Regions from separate parts of the Salmo salar genome. Here region 1 is linked to region 2. The links are chromatin contacts, called in public Hi-C maps. All regions are on one chromosome and are shown on one strand. Each heading gives the region's core, a stretch centred on a gene start, on an enhancer-like site or on the middle of the called end of the contact. The rest is flanking DNA. Distances are from core to core; before and after follow the strand shown.

Region 1 (7,195 bases), core at 2,586-5,085, 77 kb before region 2:
CTGTACCAGTGAGGCTGTCCCAGGGGCCACGCTCCTCCGAGATGTGACAGGAGTCCATTTTGGAGGTGGGCGGCTGCGGCGGCGGGTCCAGCGGTGCCTCAGTGCTCCTGGTCTGGGGGTGGTGGTGATGGTGGTGGAGGGCCTTGGAGCCCCGGGACCTCTCCCCTCTACGGGCCCCGTGGCCTGGCCTGTCATCTGCCAGCAGAGTCCCCTTGGCTGTGGCTGTGGAGGAGGCGGTGGCAGCAGCAGGGGGGCTGACAGCGGTGGCAGAAGGTGGGGTGGTTGCTGCGGCGGTGGAGTGTTGGGCCCGGGCTCTGGGCTTGCCCCGAGACTTGCGCCCCAGCTGAGGGGTTTTCCAGGTGGACTTCATGGAGTGGTCCATCATAAGGCTGAGCAGGCTCTCCTCTCCCTGCAGCAGCTGGTCAGACAGCAAGCTGGCCGTCTTGTCACGGTGCTGCCCGGCGTCCAGGGCCCACTGGCTCAGCATGTCGTCAGCCGTGATCTGCACCGACTGGGCCAGCCAGCTGTCAAACAGCGAGTTGTCCAGAGGGAAGGTCTTGGGGAAACCTGGGGGAGAGATGGACAGGTGAGAGGACCATAGAGGATCAGTCTAGAGCGTCAAACTCAATTCCAGGAGGGTCGTGTGTCTGCAACTTTATGTTATTTCCTTTCAATTGGTGCCCAATGAAGACCTAGACAACCTGGTAAAAGGGAGTTCTTAAGTGATCATTGACCTTAACTGATCACTTAAGTAACAAGGGAGGACTGAAAACCTGCAGACACACAGCACTCCAGGAATTGAGTTTGACACCCTTGTTATACAGATGATTCTTATATCTCATGAATGTCTGTGGGAGGTTAGTAGGATCAACTGTTCCGTCCAAAACATAAAGCCTTCTGGGAGGAAGTCTGGAACAAACCTGTAAAACATAGGAAGACAGCGTAGGACTGGGTGACAAAGCACAGTACGGGGGATTTGTGGTTGGAGTCGTGACGCTAAACCTGACCAGACTTTCTTTCACCGAATCAATCATTTAACAGGCGGTAGGGTGTGAGTCCAAAATATCAACATATTCCCTATATGGTGCACTACTTTTAACCAGACCCCTATGGGCCCTGGTCAAAAGTAGTGCAGTACGTAGAGGAAAGGGCACATTTGGGACTCAACCCTATCCACCCCACTTCCTGTGTGAGTTTAAACAATGCATTAGTCCCGTTCTGTGTCTGTCTGTCTGTCTGTGCTTTGTCACCACCACCACCAGGGACGTTCACTGTCAAACGCAGCTTTTGGAGACAATGCATGCTGTGTGTGTATATAATTAGGAGATTTGCATGGCTCCTTGTCTGTCATTACGGCCCAGAGTTGGCTGCCAGAGCCTCTCTGCAGCTCGGGAACACCGATTCTCACAGGAAATAGAGGGAAGGAGGGAGGGAAACGCACTGGTGCCAGGAGGTGTCGCAAATGGGACCCTATTCCCTATGTAGTGCACTACTTTTGACCAGGGCCCGTAGGGTTGCATTACATAGGCCGGGGATAGGGCGCTATTCAGAACACACCTAGAGACAGAGCTCCATCCACCACCCGTATTCCAATCCCATGAAGTCCATCTCCCACGGTCTGGGAGATGCATCAGGGGGACAGCACGCTGGGTAACACTCTCCACTCCCGAACCCTGCCCCTAAACCAGAAACCAGAACCACTGGGTTCCTGTCAACCCAAAACACCATGAGCCAGTGTTCACAAAGGATTTTACACACCTTCCAACAAACAACAGAGCTTGAACGCACGCACACACACACACACACGCACGCACGCACACACACAAACACACACCTCTTTTAAAAGGTAGACCTGCTGAAAATACATTTAAACCCTATAGGTGTGGTGTTGTTTCAATGAGCTACAATAACCTCCTTAAATGTGTGTCTCTGTCTGGTGTGGAGTGGTGTCTATCTCCTCAGGTGATGAGTAAGGTGCTGGCTGGCATAGGGACAGAGTATTAACAGTGGTGCAATTGGCTCCAGCTCCACACACCCAGCCAGCCAGCCAGCCAGCCAGCCAGCCTGTTTAATTGGATGAAGCTCCTACTTAGAATAGCATTTTTAAATCACAGTCATTAACAGAGAGGGCTAATTCCACCACAGCCCCTATTGAAGTGTGGGGGGAACACAACCGAGGAGAGGAGGCAGGGAGGGATAGAGGGAGGAGGAGGCAGGGAGGGATAGAGGGAGGAGAGGAGGCAGGGAGCGATAGAGGGAGGAGAGGAGGATCAACTTGAGAGACGCTCTCTGCTGGGCATGTCAACATCTTAGCACAGAGACACGGAGGTAGGGGTGTGGGGACGGAGGGAGAGAAGATTGGAAAACAAGTGTACTTCTCCCCGCAAACTGAGATGCTAGTCAGCACACCTTACCTCCCCACTACCATCTACTGCACCGGGTTCCTATAGACCACATAGGGCCCAGGTGGTCACACCAACACAACACTCAACATTCCTGACCGAGTCATCACCTGCTAAATCTTCCTGTTAGCACACTCCCTAAGGCTATGGCCACACTCATACCATTTCATCCGGGTTCATGCGTCTATGACCGTCATCATTGTCCGTTTTTTTTTTGTCCATCAAAAGTACAACTAAAGTCAAGTATTGTCGGACGAGTTGCTTATGTAAAAAGACAGACCGTTTGGGTGTTTTTGTTGGACAATGCATCTCCGTTGTCATTTACCCAGCAACGGATTACTCCTATTGGAAAGGCATTGGGTCCATCCGAAATGGCACAGTAGTGCACTAAATAGGTACTAGGGTGCTATTTGGGATGCATCCTCTACCCTCCGTTCTAGCCAGTCACCCTCCTCCTCCCCCTTCAGTCCATAAGGCACTGTGCCCACCAGGTGGTCAGGAGGAGCTGCTGTGATTGGATCAGCATCCCCAGGCCAGCTGTTTCCATGACGCAGCAACAGCACCAGCGCCTCTGCTGGAGACAGGAGACTAGAGAGGGGAGGAGGGAGGTGTGGAGGGAATGAGAGGTGGTGGAACAGAGAGAAGGGAGGGAGGGAGGGGGAATAGAGAGAAGGGGGGAGGAGAAACTGAGAGAAGGAGGGGGGAATAGAGAGAAGGGGAGAGAGGAGAGACAGAAAGAAGGGGACAGGGGGGAATAGAGAGAAGGGGGGAGGAGAAACTGAGAGAAGGAGGGGGGAATAGAGAGAAGGGGAGAGAGGAGAGACAGAAAGAAGGGGACAGGGGGGAATAGAGAGAAGGGGAGGAGGAAGGGATGGGGGAACAGAAAGGGAGGGAGGGAACAGAGTTGGAAAAGAGCCAAGGGAGGGCGGGGGCTGGTCGTGACCCACTCTGCTCCACCTCTCCTCTTCATCTCCAACCCACCCCGCTGCGCATGTCTGCTGGCTGCAGCCACTCTCCTGGCTCTGCTCCTTGGACCCGGTGAAAGCAGCCCTGGGGCCTAGGCTGCTGCGGTATGGTAGCAGCCCACGCTAGGCTAGGTGAGACCCGAGTGGGCTAGGAATGCGCTGGCTGGGACAGGGCCAGACCAGGCTAAGCTACGCTAGGTAGGGCCAGGGAGGGAGGTAGGCTAAGCTAGACTAGGCTAGACAGGAGGGAGGGAGGCTAAACTAGGCTAGGCTAGGCTAGACAGGAGGGAGGGAGGCTAAACTAGGCTAGGCAGGGACAGGAGGGAGGGAGGCTAAACTAGGCTAGGCAGGGACAGGAGGGAGGGAGGGAGGCTAAGCTAGGCTAGGCTAGGCTAGAAAGGGCCAGGAATGCGCTGGCTGGGGCAGAGCCAGACTTGTGTTTGTGCAGGCCCCGCTACAGTGTGCCAATTGTTCTCAGGTGCCAACTGTCGCCCTGACAACCCCGCATACGCACGGAGCGAGGGAAAGAGAGGGGAGTGAGCAGTGCGAGTCAGAGACGGAGAGCACTGTAAACTCCATGCCTGAAGAACTTAGAGGCGGAAACACAAATGAAGTGTTAAAACGATGCCCAAAGTATCAGTCTGGGGAGAGAGTTAGTCATTATCCAGCCCTCTCAATATCAACACCCAGAAGGCCTTGCAGTCCATTTCACCACTATAACACTCAGAGGTACTCTACTCCACTCTGTCTGCCACCCAGGGGTCATGTTACAACAGGCTTATCACGGTGGCCAGATGCCAGTATCCGTCCGCGCCCCAATTGGCACCCTATTCCCAAAGGGCTCTGGTCAAAACTAGTGCGCTATATAGAGGAAGGGGTGCCATTTGGGACTCTCCCAGCCTCTGTCCCGCTGCCTTATCTGGAGATGCTCTCCCCTACCCTCTGACCCCCTGGGTTATCCTATTCCGTGAGGGAAGGTCACACACTAAAGCCCGGGGATTTAAAGAGAGCAGCTCTGCCTTAGCAGGGGGGCACGCAACACAACGCACCCCGCCCAAGGCGCTCTGAAAAACAAGGTGGCGGGCAGGGACACTGGGCCCACACCATGAGGAATAACCTCTACCCCTTTAACCCTGAAAATAATATTGACGTTGTTTTTTTTTTTTTATGTACACCTGAGAAGCTACAACTGCACCAAGCCATGCAAACAGATGTGTTTCCGTGGCTATAGTTGCGACTCCTCTCAGTAACTCTCTGCCTGGCCATATCTGATCTGGCATCACCAAGGACTCAACTGGCATCTCTCAATGACACTGTATATCACACCAGCCAACAGGAGAGTGCAAACAGTGTCCGGGAAGAACAATAGAATACCAGTACTACTACATCATCCATTTCTGTTGAGAAACCACACACACACTTGGGGTTAGGTGGACCCTGAAGTGTGTGTGTGCACAACCGTAGTTCTATACGGCACTGCTTATAATGTAACAATAGGTTCCCACGTGCAAGTTCTTCACCAGGTCCACCTGTTTACTGGTTTTGGAGTGGTTAACATAACGACAAGCTGAAAGTGAACTATAAGGATGGGCATTGGGAAGCACCGGTCCTACAGGAGCTCTTAAGAGTCGAGGGCTCTCTGGACACACGTGGGATACGATTCTTCTTTGGTACTGTTACCAAGGCTCGGGTCATAAAGGCTCCTCCGGTCCATGTCCATATGTCGGTTCTCAGCTCCAATAAAAGGGGTCAAGCCACTCGCATCACATCAGCGTCTTAGTCATAGATATTGACCCAGAAAGTGAAATATTGCAGGACAACCACAGTCGTCAACATTGGCTAACAGTTTCCTAGTCCATTCCCTGTTACTGGTTCTACAGATTGTCTGGGGATGAAGGATGCTACTAGTTGAGTATGTGTAACCGTGGAAATTCCTGCTGACTGTTGATACTGTAACATCTTCATCGTGATCATCAGCTGGGGAGAGTTTGGACACTGATTAGTGCCGAGCGATTAACCGAAATGTCGGTTCTTTTAACTAATTGACCGACGTCGGTTCAATTATTTGAATTCCATTTCGTTCGGTTTTCCTTCGAAGCTCAATGCGCACATTGCAGTTTCCCTAGATATAAACCAGATCCAGCCCAAACTGTGCGATGTAGTAGGGAGTTGTAGTTTCCAACAGGATAATATTCTACATAATTACAACGTTTTATGTGCTAAACTAACTACAATGACCACAATCCATTGCGCATCTACTTGTCCGGGCTTTGTTTCTTTTACGCCTGCTACTCAAGAGACAGAAGAATATGCGATCGTGAGGTGATATAGAGAGCAGCTGTTGCTTCGCGAGGTATCTCTACCTGAAAATACACGATCTAAGTGATTGATAGCTGGTATTCAGCAGTCATAAAAGTATGCCTTATTTACTCCAAAGAACTACTAAAATAGAGATTTTTTTTCAGACAGCATAGACAGCAGCTCTGTAGAGATGAGATGACTTAGAATTAAATAAAGTCATCAAATAAAACAAATATACATAACAAATTAAATATTTTATTAAATAAAGTAATGTGAATAGATTATGGTTAATAAGTGATAAGCAGTAATAGGCAGTCACTAGCATCATGGGACTTTCATTAAATTATTTTATTCTGTGTTACAGCATTCAACCAAAATAATCAAAACGTGATCATTTTTTTATAATCGCCCCGAAACAACCTCAAAAACGTCCTAATCGCTCAGCACTGATACTGATGTATTCTCCAGACATGTTATCCACAGAGGAGACCTAGGCTGCATCCTGATTCACCACACTTCGCCCCAAAGTGTGCACTTGCACACTCCCTGTCATGGATTTAACAATGTTGGAAAGCCAATGCTTACACACCAATCCAAAGCATTCAAATCAATTACTGGGAGTGTGCAAGTGCACACTTCAGAAGAAGGGTGTAGAGTCGGCACCCTGATCTAGACGGTGCCAGCCTGGACAAGCCTGGGGAGGTGTGATAGTGGGTGTTATACCCGTCATCAAGTCAACTGGAAACTCCCAGCAGATACAAACCCCCGTGGTATCAGACCTACCTAGCTGTTTGACCTACCTAGCTGTTTGACCTACCTAGCTCTGTTTGACCTACCTAGCTGTTTGACCTACCTAGCTGTTTGACCTACCTAGCTGTTTGACCTACCTAGCTGTTTGACCTACCTAGCTGTTTGACCTACCTAGCTGTTTGAGGAGGGAACCGTTGTCAGACTTCCACCTCTCTTTCTTCTTCTCCGGACTGCTTTTCCACCGCTCCTTCCCCTTCTCCTTCACCCCGTTCTGTCTTCCCTTATGACCCGTCATGGTTTTCTCTGCAGAGGAAATAGAGCAACATTGCAGTGGAGCCAGCCAAGCATGAAGTCATGGAGAGGCAGGTCAAGACTGGGATATTTTTTCTCATGAGATAGATCAACTACTGTTTTCTATTTTCTTTTTTTTTTAAACGGACTGGCTGTACCCTTGGGGACATACCGCGTGTGCCCCAAATGGCAGCCTATTCCCTATATTCTGCAGGGCTGCAGTCAAAGGTAGTGCACTATATAGGGAATAGGGTGCCATTTGGAACACATGCTGTGTAGCAGTTAAATACAGCTGCATAATGTAAACAGTCAAATACTGAGGAGGCTATGTAGCAGTCAATGTTTGATTTCATTATCGTAAGCTAAAATTGGGGGTCAGTACTAAGCAGTGAACAGTACCCTGAGGCTCCTTGTCTCCATCCGGGTTAAGTTACCCTCTCCTCCAGTCAGAGTGAACCCTACACAGAGAAACTGAGCTATCTGACC
Region 2 (7,174 bases), core at 3,870-6,369:
CTAAATAAACCCTTACTCAACAGAATGATGAAACAGATCGATAGAATGAATGCTTCAATCCAGTTGACGTCGGTGAAGTTCCCTCTCATCTTTCACGGAGCAAAGAAGCTTAGGTATTGGGGAGAAAATACAATAAAGCAACAAAAAAAAAAACGGGAAAGATTTTCTGTGGAAAATGTCTAAATGACATTAGTTTGACCAGTTGTAAGGAAAGAAATGTGTGAAAACGACCCAACGTGTTTTGATAAGATTTCAGTTGGGCTTCGATGCATATTTAATGTGCTTGAAATATGATCAGCTTTTATGATGAAGACAGCACCTCTACAAATGATATCTAACTGAGCATTCTCTCAAGAAGCAGAAAGAAATGAATTATATTTCTCAACTTCTGTTCCAAAGTACAAATGAATCCTACATTTGGTGTGAATGCTTCATTCTGCAGGAGTTACTATTAAGGCTATAGCCCTATTTGTCACAAGGGACTAATACTACCAGAGAACATTGGTTATGTACAGTGGCAAGAAAAAGTATGTGAACCTTTGGATTTAATAACAGGTTGACCCTCCTTTGGTAGCAATAACCTCATCCAAACATTTTCTGTAGTTGCGGATCAGACCAGCACAACGGTCAGGAGAAATTTTGGACCATTCCTCGTTACAAAACTGTTCCAGTTCAGCAATATTCTTGGAATGTCTGGTGTGAACTGCTCTCGAGGTCATGCCACAGCATCTCAACTGTGTTGAGGTCAGGACTGACTGGGCCACTCCAGAAGGCGTATTTTCTTCTGCTCAAGCCATTCTGTTGTTGATTTACTTCTGTGTTTTGGGTCGTTGTCCTGTTGCGTCACCCAACATCTGTTGGGCTTCAATTGGCGGACAGATAGTCTAACATTCTCCTGCAAAATATCTTCATGAACTTGATTTTTCCGTCAATGATAGCTAGCGGTCCAGGTCCTGAGGCAGCAAAGCAGCCCCAAACCATGATACTCCCTCCACCATACTTTACAGTTGGGATGAGGTTTTGTTGGTGTGCTGTGCCTTTTTCCCCCCCTCGACACAGTGTTGTGTGTTCCTTCCAAACAACAACTGTAGTTTCATTTGTCCACAGAATTTGCCAGTAGCGCTGTGGAAAAACCAGGTGCACTTCTGCAAACTTCAGACGTGCAGCAATGTTTTTTTTTGGACAGCAGTGGCTTCTTCCATGGTGTCCTCCCATGAACACCATTCTTGTTTAGTGTTTTAGGTATGTAGACTCGTCAACAGAGATGTTAGCATGTTCCAGAGATTTCTGTAAGTCTTTAGCTGACACTCTAGGATTCTTCTTAACCTCATTAAGCATTCTGTGCTGTGCTCTTGCAGTCATGGACTTTATTTTAGAAATATTTTTGTAACCCTTTCCAGCTTTATGCAAGGCAACAATTCTTAATCTTAGATCTTCTGAGACCTATTTTGTTCAAGGCATGGTTCACATCAGGCAATGCCTCTAAGTTGATACATGTAGGCCCTTCACACAGTTCCATCTGAAAGTATTCAGACTCCTTGACCTTTTCCACATTCTGTTACGTTACAACAAATCCTCAATCTACACACAATACCCCATAATGACAAGGCAAAATGTATTAAAAATTCAAAACAGAAATGCCTTATTTACATAATCATTCAGACCCTTTGCTATGAGACTCATAATTGAGCTCAGGTGCGTCCTGTTTCCATTGCTCATCCTTGAGATGTTTCTACAACTTGGAGTCCACCAGTGGTAAATTCAATTGATTGGACATGGTTTGAAAAGGCACCCACCTGTCTGTATATATAAAGGTCCCACAGTTGACATTGCATCCTAGAAATGGCAGCCCGGCCAAAATTAGCAATCAGGGGAGAAGTGCCTTGGTCAGGGAGGTGACCAAGAACCCGATGGTCACTCTGACAGAGCTCCAGAGTTTCTCTGTGGAGATGGGAGAACCTTCCAGAAGGAAAATCATCTCTGCAGCACTCCACCAATCAGGCCGCAAAAAGGCACCTGAAGACTCTCAGACCATGAGAAACAAGATTCTCTGTTCTGGATGTCCATGGGTGGCCCGGCCAGAGCCTGGACTTAAACCCGATCGAACATCTCTGTAGAGACCTGAAAATAGCTGTGCAGCAACGCTCCCCATCCAACCTGACAGAGCTTGAGAGGATCTGCAGAGAAGAATAGGATAAACTCCCCAAATACAGGTGTGTCAAGCTTGTAGCGTCATACCCAAGAAGACTTCGAGGCTGTAATCGCTGCCAAAGGTGCTTCAACAAAGTACTGAGTAAAGGGTCTGAATACTTACTTAAATGTGATATTTTTGCAAAGGTAAAAAACTATCTACAAGCCTGTTTTTGCTTTGTCATTATGGGGTACTGTTTGTAGATTGAGGAACATTTTTCATTTAATCAATTTTAGAATAAGGCAAAATGTGGAAAAAGTCAAGGGGTTTGAATACTTTCCGACTGCACTACGCGCAGCACTTCGTTCAATTTATCGAACCAGTTATTGTTTTCTTGCTCAAACCGCGAGTAACACCTGTAAAACTCAGCCATTTTCTCAAAACACAGGGATGTCGATTCGCACGGGACTAGTATTATCACAGGACTTTAGTTTGCCCAAAAACAGTCGTTTATTCTGGTTAGTCAATGTCCAGATTTTAGTTCCCATTTAACTCAACTAAAACAGCAGGCTACAGTCCCCTTGACATGCCATAGGCCTATTCAAAATCCTGTCCAATTGGGATAGAGCCTCATAAATCATCACATAGCATCCTCTTTTACCACTTCACCAAATATTTCCCAGGCATTTCTTTTCTGGCCCTCCCCTTCCCTTTATTTTCAACTCACCTTTCGCAGCTTTTGTCTTATTGAATTAAACGTCGTCAATCTCCTTTTTGCCTCCGCAGATTGACGTTAATGCTTTTGGGAAGGGCAGAAAAAGTTATCTGAAGATTGGCTGTGCAGGCTATTTGGCGCGTGTACAGTTAAGCCCTAAAATGTAGGCTTATGCAGTAATACCAGATAGCCAAAAAGAAAAGAAAAACCTCAATGTAGCGTATATAAAATTGCACAATTATACATTAAAAATTAATTAAGGTTTTGTTTCTCTTTATTCAACCCGCCCGCCACCCACCCGCCCTTCAGCCACACAATATTTAATGACCGTATACCAGTCCGCCCAGCGGATGTAACCGCTGGGACCACGGTTATGATTCAACCCGCGCATCACTAGTGTGTGTGTGTGGTTTTTTAACTAGCCACAACATTGACCTGACCTATGCTGGAGAGGAAGAGAATTATTAGAGATGGAAGACCCAGACAGACAGAGACAGACAAACTGAAATCATCAGAAAGATACTGTGATGCATCAGTATCTTCCCCCAGCAGAGTAAAATCCCCGCCGAGATAGGGAAATGGCACATTGTTTAACGCGAGTCATAGCAACCCTCTCAGTCAGATATGACATTAAAATGTTCCAGTGACAAAATGGATGAAAGCCCTAGACCCATAGGGCTCTGGTCAACAGTAGTGCAGTATGTAGGGAGTAGGGCGCCATTTGGGACTCATCCCTTTAGTGAAAAGGCTTGTTCTAATAACAGAATGAATTGGAGGGGGTCAAGAGGAATTTGTCATTTCATTCATTCTTTGAGGAACCGGGAAATGTAAAAACAATGCCTCTGCACTTTAGATGTTAATGCTGGATAGTCACTTTGAGAACACAAACAATTTAGCCTCTCTCACAATGACAACTAGCCTAAACCGAATCAGAATGTGGGGATCATTTTTTATTCTAATCAAGCACTAGACAAAATCCGTCAGAAAGCAGATAACAACAGTGTCTCTTTCTCCGAAGTCGTCAGGCGTGGCACACAGAGGGTTAACCGGAGCCCCGACTGAGTCTTTTTGTGTGCTGCCATTTTGTGATTCCTTCAGATGCCAATGCGGTCTGCCCAGGAATGCCAAGCGTGTTGTCATGGATATGGCTGAGCCTTATTAAGAGCCATATTCCTGTGCCTCCTTACTATAGAGTCACTCTCACAACAAGAGGAATCAGTCTAGCCGGCTAGGGTTTTACTGCGCTTCCTACTAGCCTTTTTTCTGTTTTCGTCCACATTTGTTTTCTCTTCTTCTTCCCAAAACTCTGGCAGTTACCCTACACAGAAAAACACTAAATCGCAAGCCCCCTTCCCACTCCCCCCAAAAAAGGCACATAATAATCCCGCTTGGGGGGTTTTGAGGGGTGGAGTGGGGTAGGGGGAAAAGTGATTTGTGTTAGGGGCTTGGGGATTGTTTTCATTCACATTTTCCACTGAGTCAGTTGCGAGCCAGGAGACAGGGAAGGGAAGGCTGAGAGGCTGCTGCTGCCCAGAGCAGGACTGGCACCGCGCCAGGACCTTGCTTTAGGTCTCACAGCTCCCTCAGTGTTTGCATCCACCTCCTCCCTTTTGTCCCCCCTCCTTTTTTGTTGCTAAAACACTGCAGTGTGAAGAAATTCACCAGAGAGCTAGCTTCCCTGTGTCTGTCCCCTTAATTAGGAGGCTAAAAAGGAGGGGGGAGTGCCAGGCAAGCAGGCAGGGAAGCGTCAAGCTAGCTGCTAAACAGGCTACACGTATGCTAACAGTCAGGCTGCTAGCTAGCTAGCTAGCGCTTAACGGCAGGTTAGTATGTTGAAGACACAAACCCTCTAGAGGAAGAACGAATACCTCTTTACATAAATGATTATGCAACATCAGTCCGCAAGAGAGCAAGAGAAGTGAGAAAGAGGGAGAGAAAGATGGAGCGAGGGAGAGAGAGAAAGGGGAAACGCCTCCATTGTTTTCTGCCAGTTCCAAATCCTTATTGCAGGACACACATTCATTTCTGTGTACAGCAGCTGTACAGCTCATTTATATATTTTCCACCATTCTTATTCAATCAAACAGGTGGAAGAAAATAAGGAAATACAAAGCGTTGGAAAACATGTTGAGAGTGGTTTTATCTATCAGCACTGCATGAGTGTGTGTGTGTGTGTGTGTGTGTGTGTGTGTGTGTGTGTGTGTACGTACAGGGTGTTTATGAAAATGAAAGTGTGTCAGTACTTATGTACCACAAGTTTCTATTCAATGCACCTGCACATTTGCGTGTAGTTGTCTAGTGATTGCAAGAGAAAGCAAGCTATTGCTCATGTTCTGAGTGCCCGAGTCCTCATTACATGTATGGACTGTATTCACAAATTGGAGTGTGTGTGTGTGTGTGTTGTGCAAGTGTGTGTGCTGTGTTTTCATGTATGTGTGTGCACGCGCCTGCCTGTTTGTATAAGTGATTAGGCTACATGTTACCGCTTCCTGGTAGAGATGGTGATCTAACAAAGAAAGACCAGTTCTCAGAAAGCTCTGTTCTCCCATTATTGCTCTTTTCCAGGTAAAGCACCATAAAAACAGCCAGGCAGGCATTGCATTCATCCACCAGTCTCCATCATCAATCATCTCCACACACGCAGAAAGTTGATGAAAATGTATGGCATAAAGAGTGGAGTTATTGAATTAGGCTGGGTACAAAAGTACTGCAACCTGGAATTTTCTACCGCTTGAGTACTGGCACCCCATATGGAATATTTGTTCAAAAAATTATAATTATACAGGCACTCAAAATGAGTGCCGGGCCCCTATGCACCCTGGTAAAAAGTACGGCACTATAAAGGGAATAAGGTGCCATTTGGGAGCATCTTGAACCAGTGGAGATCCTCTCAATAATGCTTTAGGCCCCGAGTTTAGCTGGAGAGAAAAGTATTTCTCAGTCGGTGCTGGAAAACATATGCCGATCATGAATATGAACTAAAAGGGAGCGCTAAATACGCTGAGCTCTTTTCATTTCGTCCTAGTGAAGAAGAGAGGCCTTTGCATGGGAGTTTCTGGTGGGAATATCTAAAACTCGCAAGAAGCTGTCCTCCTTAATTGCGTCATTGTGAACACGTTAACAACTGGTCAAATCCCCGGGGGGCACAGGTGGTGAGGACTGAGGAGATGTGTTGACGTTTAAACTGCCATTTCTTTTTACTCGCTTTTCCGTTAAAACAATAAGAAAAATTCATAAAATTCCATGTGAATTTACAATGCAGCTGTGCTGCTGCCAGAAACAGTTTGGGTCTCACGGTGTCCCTTTCAGATGGTCAAGCATTGTACCTGCACTACCATTACAGTACCTCAATTCAACCTTGCAAAGTTTGCATTTCCTTCTCATTTAACTTTTCAAAGTATTACCATACAGGACTTTGCTGCTGTCGCTTGCCTTTCTCTGCCATTTTTTCAACGTTTAATGGATGGTGACAAAGTGGTGGAGAGTCGACTCCAAAATAATTGATTTCTCGACTCCTTGCACGTCAACTCCCGCTATCGACTTCCATTTACGAGTGTCAAGAATCGATTCCTCTAGGAATTGACTATTTTTGGAACGGAGGAGATTGATGAGTTGCCATACTTCCGAGACCAAACACTTGTATCTTTCATAGTGAGCTAGCGAGGGACGGAGAGAGAGGGGAGGGGCACAGTAGAGGCAGGTCGGCCACCAGGCAGACATTCAGAACAGTGCACTTGGCCTTTCTACCGGCAACCATATGCTGTATCTCGCAATGTCTTGGCTTGCAATGCCTCGCAACTTCAGTTAAACAGGGCCCATCATCAATGAATAGGCTAGGATATTCTACAGACCGAAGACTGAACACACACTGGCATCACTAGCGAAGAGAAAGAGCAGGGGTATAATCATTAGTCCAAACAGTTGCAAAACTAGAATGTTTTGCAACTAAAACGTGACTTTCTACTGGACAAATTCAGAATCAGTGTAATGAACACACCACAAGCGAGCCAGCGCGAGGGAGAGAGGGGGCAGGCAGAAGAAAATGTGGTGCACATACAATGCCTTCAGAAAGTATTCACATCCCCCCCCACACACACACACACGTTAAGAGCCTGACTTTGAAATGGGTTACATGTAGATTTTGTGCCACTGATCTACACACAATGTCAAAGCAGAGTTTTGTTTCCTGAAATGTTTACAAATTAATATGAAATTAAAAGCTGAAATGTCTTGAGTCAAAAAGTACTCAACACCTTTGTTTTACCAAACCTAAATATGTTCAGGAGTAAAAATGGCTTAACAAGTCACATAATAAGTTGCATGGACTG

Evidence for each region. Hi-C and Micro-C count contacts between places; a contact is called where the count stands out from the background.
Region 1: a Hi-C map of muscle shows a contact between it and region 2, with 2.2 times the contacts expected there. The contact joins two enhancer-like sites.

What each region holds. Positions count from the first base shown.
Region 1 is chrssa13:60,552,836-60,560,030 of Ssal_v3.1, reverse strand. It overlaps LOC106567530 (protein Jade-1), which reads right to left. Exons shown (of 13, transcript XM_045693416.1): 12 at 6,590-6,721; 13 at 1-567. Among protein-coding and RNA genes, the nearest start is that of LOC106567532, 53 kb to the left of the region's middle. Within about 2 kb of position 3,835, at least 4 of the 13 cell types and tissues checked have an H3K27ac peak or open chromatin away from gene starts, as enhancers often do. A contact at or near this core is called in muscle, where this site is marked.
Region 2 is chrssa13:60,477,331-60,484,504 of Ssal_v3.1, reverse strand. All of the region lies in intron 5 of LOC106567530 (protein Jade-1), which reads right to left. Among protein-coding and RNA genes, the nearest start is that of LOC106567530, 65 kb to the right of the region's middle. Within about 2 kb of position 5,119, at least 3 of the 13 cell types and tissues checked have an H3K27ac peak or open chromatin away from gene starts, as enhancers often do. A contact at or near this core is called in muscle, where this site is marked.